2 separate regions of the Mus musculus genome follow, and region 1 is linked to region 2. A link is a contact called in public promoter capture Hi-C data. All regions are on one chromosome and are shown on one strand. The core of a region is the stretch at or near the end of the contact, and the rest is flanking DNA. Distances in the headings are between cores, read along the strand shown. Region 1 overlaps Srcap (Snf2-related CREBBP activator protein). Region 2 overlaps Tmem219 (transmembrane protein 219).

Region 1 (2,700 bases), core at 177-2,676, 660 kb before region 2:
AAAATGGAGGTGGGGTAAGGTAAGGCTGCAGAGATGGCTCAAAAATTAAAATACTTGCTATGCAAGACTAAGTGCTTGAGTCTGATTCCCTAGCATCCTAAGGGTTGAGGTAAAGATAGGAAGACAAGGTTGGGGGGAACTGAGGGTCAGCCATTCTAGCTGAAATAGTGAGCTCCAGGTTTACTAAGAGACCCCGTATCAAAAATAAAGGTGGGGGAGAGAGAGAGTGAAATGAGGTGTGTGTGTTATGTATATATCATGAAATTGTCTGTATAACAACATGATATGGTAAAGGAACAAATTTAATCCATTATAGAAAATAGATGGGAAAGTAATAGAGAAAAATAATTGACCTCTGGCCTCTAAACTCATACACAGGCAAGTAGACTTGCATATTCATGTATGAATAGACACATTATATGCACAAGAAAAATTTCTTTTTTTTTCTTTAAGACCAGGTCCCACTTTGTAAACAAGGTTGGCCTCAAAGTTACCCTCTTGCACAAATGTGCTTCTCAAATGCTGGGATTATGAGCCTGTATTAACCATCCCAGGTCTCTCCCCTCCCACAAATAATGTATTTTTTAGAGAAATTTTCTCTCATATATTACATCTCAACTGCTGAACAAAAATTCAGTGTACAGACAGAGGCAGAGGGATTTCTGAGTTCAAAGCCAGCCTGGTCTACAGCCCAGCCAGACATAAAAGCTTCCAAGACTGCCAGAGCCATAAAGAGACCCTGTTTCTAAAAAAGCAGAAACAATAAAAATTATATAATAATAATAATGATAAGCAGAAGATCTTGAACTTGCAGCAATCCTCCTGCCTCTTTGTCCTGAGTATTACAGTTTACATATGTGCACCTCAGACCCAGTTGCTTTGTTTTTGGATCTTTAATGTTTCTCTATTGCAGTACAGGCTGTCCTAGAACCTTTGTAAACCAGCATGGCCTTGAACTCAGAGATCTGCCTTCCTCTGCTGAGATTAAAGGTGTGCTTCCATATTCTATACTACGCTGCCTCACTTATTATCCCAAATGATAAGCAAAATGACAGATGTTCATGACAACCACTGGATAAACAAATCAATTAACATCATATATACATCACTTCCACAAAAGCTCCCAAAATGTTGCCTCTAAGCATCGTTTCTTTGATGTAATGATCTTGACACAAAGACTCAAGAATAATTTGGTGGAGAGGAGTCCAAGGCCATCCTCAGCCCCAGCAGTAAACAGAGGAGGTCGTAGGATACGCAAGACTGTCTCAAACCAAATCAAACAAGTACTGAGGGTCCTGAAATAGACAAGAACTCACCACAATCATACTGGATGAGTCTCAAGTCAGGGAACTGAGTACGCATATTACATACAATACGGTGCAAAGGACGGGCTCGAGGCCAGAGCTCACAGGCCAATTGCTCCTGGAAGGCTGCCTGATGAGGGGCCAGCCAAGGAGGTGGGTGGCAGGCATGCAGGGAAGGGGGAGGTGCCTCCACAGGAGGCATGACAAAGATGAACCTGTGAAAAGAAGAAAATAAACATTGTAAAAGATATGACCCTGAAATACCATAGAAATTAGCACCTTCATTAGACCTAAGAACTAAGCCCCCAAACCCACTCCCCAACAGCACTTAGCCCTGCCAACCTCTCAATGATTTCTGACAGCTGCTCTAGTCGCTGCTGGGGAAACAGTACAGCCCGACGGGCAGCCTCAGTGTAAGTCCAAAAGATGGGGTGGCTGGGGCCAGGAGAACGAGGACCAATGGGGCTGGCAACAGGTTGGGGCAAGGTACAGAAATCCAGGACTTCAGTCCCATACACGGGTGCCAGAGCCCCATGAGCCTCACTAAGTTGGAAAATCCGATCCAGGCGCTCAGATCGCTGCTGCTTCCGCTTTTCTTCCAGAGAGTCCTAAAGAAGAAAAAAAAAGAAATTAGTGTACTTAAGAGTTTACAACAAAACTTTGTGCTTTATCATGTCTAAAACTGTTTTCACAGTGCTAAATGACACCTCTACAAGAGAAAACTAACTTTCCTGTATGCTTATTAAAGCACAGTGCAAAATATTCAAAATAAAACCTACATATCCAACAATTGAGGCAATTTTCATATGTAACACTCAAACTGAGGGCATCTAACTTATAGTTTCTTGAAGTAGCTCCATGGAATGTGAATGTGCACTTTCATGCACAAATACATAGAATTAAAACAAAACAAAACAAAACAGCAGACACTGAGCCACATATGCTGGCACATGCCTTTAATCCAGTATTTGGGAGGGGATGCAGGTGGATTTCTATGAGATCCAGGACAACCAGGGCTACATAGTGAGAGACCCTGTCTCAAAAAAGGGGAAAAAAAAATACATGAAAATCAGGGAGTACAGGTTTACAAACAAAAAACCAAAAAAAAAAAAAAAAAAAAAACAAAAGAAAACAAACAAACAAACAAAAATGAGAAAGGGAAAAATAAGGAAAATGAAAGGGAAGAATGGAAAGGAATGAAATAAGGAGGGCCCCTTTTTTATTTCTGTTTTGAGACAGGGTTTCTCTCTTGGTACTTGCTGGCTGCCAGTGCTGGGATTAAAGGTGTGAGCCATGACTGCTTGGCTAAGGAGGGGGCCTTCTGAACAGGTAATAAAATTATTTGGTAAGATGAAGGAGGAAAGCTCAGAGTGTGAAAAGCAGAGAAAATTTTAAT
Region 2 (2,844 bases), core at 230-2,729:
GTTCTGAGCTACTGTGAGTGTTAGACTAAGCATTACAGTTTGACATTGAAGTAGGAGCCATCCAGAGCCCTTAGGGAAGAGAAAGCAGGTCTCAGCAGGTTGCTACATGCTCATTCCTCCTAGTAAAAAAGGTCATTTGTGCTGGGGCGGGGTGTGTGTGTGTGTGTGTGTGTGTGTGTGTGTGTGTGTGTGTGCATGCCTGCCTGTCTTAGTCCATTGCTGTGAATAGACACCATGACCAAGACAACTCTTATAAAGGACAACATTTAATTGGGGCTGGTTTACAGGTTCAGAGGTTCAGTTCTTTATTATCAAGGCAGGAAGCATGACAGAGTCCAGGCAGGCATGGTGTCAGAGGACGAACTGAGAGTTCTGCATCTTGATCAGAAGGCAGCCAGGAGCAGACTGACTCTGGCCAGACTTGAGACCTCAAAACCCACCCTGGCCCGGCAGTGACACACTTCCTCCAACAAGGCTATACCTTCTAATAGTACTGCTCTGCTATGGGCCAAACATATTCAAACCACCACAATGTCTATAATCCCAGCACATGGGAGGCAGAGGCAGGTGGATCTTTCTTGAGTTCTAGGCCAGCCTGGTCTACAGAGTTCCAGGACAGCCAGGACTACATAAAGAAACCCTACCTCAAAAAACTAAAATAAATAATTACATAATTTTTAAGAGGCCATCTGGGGAAACAGATTTTGGCTCTGTTTGCATAGTCTTTAAAATGTGAAGGGCTATTAAGATGACTTAAGCAAGTAAAGGCATTTGCTGGCAATCAGAGTCTTATGGCTGGAGAAATGGCTCCGTGGTTAAGTGCAAAGACTCCCTCAGCAGAGAACTTGGGTTCATTTCCCAGTACCCACATAGCAACTTTCAACTATTTGTTATATCAGTCCTAGGAGATCTGAAGTCCCCTCCTGGGTTCTGCAGGCACAGTATACAGGCAGTGCACAGATATATGTGCAGACAAAACACCCATGTACAAATACAGATATAAAAAATATTTTGAAAACATCTATGTTTGGCTGTAACGGTAAACACTTATTACCGCAGCAGTCAGAAGACTGAAGGCAGAAGGAACGTGAGAGTTTGAGACCAGACTGAGACATAATAAGATCTTGTTTAAGGAACGGAGGGAGGGAGGAAGAGGAAGGGGAAGGGGAAAGGGAAGGGGAAGGGAAAGGGAAGAAGCTAAGTGGAATGTGGAGAATAGTGACCCCTGGGGAGTCATTGAGAGTTCAGTTGATGATTGGGCAGGAAGGCAGTTTGGAAAACATCTGGACAAATGTTATCCATCACCTGACCCGTAGCTGCCCCTAGGTGTCAGAAGGGCTCTGCCTCATGGAGGCCTGTCTCTGTTCTTCATGGAATGGGGCACGATATCTTCCCAAGATTCCCACCCCTCTCCACTGTCACCATTCCCCCTTCCTCTCTGTCCCCACCACTAGGAGGAGCTGGCTCTGTGTGGCAGCAGAGTGCTGGGCTTGGGCTTCTTCCTGGTTCTGCTCTGTGGCCTCCTCTGCTGTACCACTGCAGTCTGCTTCCATCCGCGCCCAGAGTTCCACTGGTCTAGAACACGGCTTTGAGGGCGACAGACTGCGCCTCACTCTGCTGTCAGGTGAGGCTCTGTGGGAACTAGGGTGGGGAAGGGATGGCAGCTGTAACCTGGAAAAGCAGATCCTTGGCATCCATCCTCCATCATAGCTTCATGTGAGTCCCTGAGAGCCCTGTTCAACTGTGTCCTTGGGGAACTGGGAACAGTTTTCTCTGTAAACAGAATATTTTTATTATTTTTACTGTTTTCCTTCTGTGTGTGTGTGTGTGTCCACCCATGTGCCATGGTGTGCATGTGGAGGTCAGAGAGCCACTTGATGGAGTTGGTTTTCACCTCCACATTTATATAGGGTCAGGAGAATGAAACTCAGGTCACCAAACTTGCTTTCATGGCAAGAACCTTTATCTGCTGTGATATCTTGCTGGCCTTATTTTTACTATGAAATAAATAACTTTCATGTAAACAAAAACCATAAAAGTACAATTTGGTAAATTGTTATAAAGTGGACACTAATAAATACTAGCAAAAGAGAAAAAGACTGTTATCCGCAATGCAGATACCTCCCCTGCTGGGTTATGGTGGCACACACCTTGGATCCCCAAACTGAGGGGCATTTGGATCTCTGAGTTCGAGGCCAGCCTGGTCTGCAGAGCAAGTTCCAGGACAGTCAGGGCTACACAGACAAACCCTGCCTTGACAAAAGAAAAGAAAAAAAAAAAAAAAAAAAAAAAGGAAGAAGAAGAAGAAGAAGAAAACGAAAAGGAAAGATTGTTTTTCCCACATTCCTTGATAGCACCCTTGCTCTCCCTGTGAGCCATTCTCCTGCTTTATCCTGTTCAGTTATACAACTGATCATGGCAACTGTGTGATTAGTGACCGACAGGGTCAGAGTCAAGGAAGTCTATTGGAGGTGTGATTGATTATTGAAGCGAAAGCTCTCTCTAAGCATGGATATCGTTTGCTTTTATTTGTATTTTCATTTTTTAACTCCCTAAGGCCCCACTCTTCCATTTTTTTAAAGATTTACTTTTATTTATGTATATATGTGTGTGCCTGCAAGAGTTTATATGCATCATGTGTGCACAGGTGCCCAAGGAAGGCAGAAGAAGGTGGTAGATCCCTTAGCCCTTAGTGCTGGAGTTAGAGATGGTTTTCAGCTGCCAGATGTGGTTGCTGGAAATCAGTTCTGTTCAAGAGCAGTAAGTGCTTTTAACACAGAGCCACCTGGGCCTCCTTTTACTTTTTTTTGTTTGTTTGTTCTGAAACATGGTCTCATTTGTAGC

Evidence for each region. Promoter capture Hi-C pulls out the DNA fragments that hold promoters and counts their contacts.
Region 1: a promoter capture Hi-C map of liver shows a contact between it and region 2, with 2.8 times the contacts expected there. The contact joins two enhancer-like sites. A contact is called at or near these places in 2 of 39 promoter capture datasets (both in liver).

What each region holds. Positions count from the first base shown.
Region 1 is chr7:127,548,352-127,551,051 of GRCm38.p6, reverse strand. It overlaps Srcap (Snf2-related CREBBP activator protein), which reads right to left. Exons shown (of 34, transcript NM_001304266.1): 26 at 1,647-1,912; 27 at 1,317-1,519. Among named protein-coding and RNA genes, the nearest start is that of Tmem265, 12 kb to the left of the region's middle. Within about 2 kb of position 1,426, at least 8 of the 459 cell types and tissues checked have an H3K27ac peak or open chromatin away from gene starts, as enhancers often do. A contact at or near this core is called in liver, where this site is marked.
Region 2 is chr7:126,887,671-126,890,514 of GRCm38.p6, reverse strand. Tmem219 (transmembrane protein 219) reads left to right here. Exons shown (of 6, transcript NM_026827.1): 5 at 1,455-1,624. The coding sequence ends at 1,592. Among named protein-coding and RNA genes, the nearest start is that of Taok2, 4.1 kb to the right of the region's middle. Within about 2 kb of position 1,479, at least 11 of the 459 cell types and tissues checked have an H3K27ac peak or open chromatin away from gene starts, as enhancers often do. A contact at or near this core is called in liver, where this site is marked.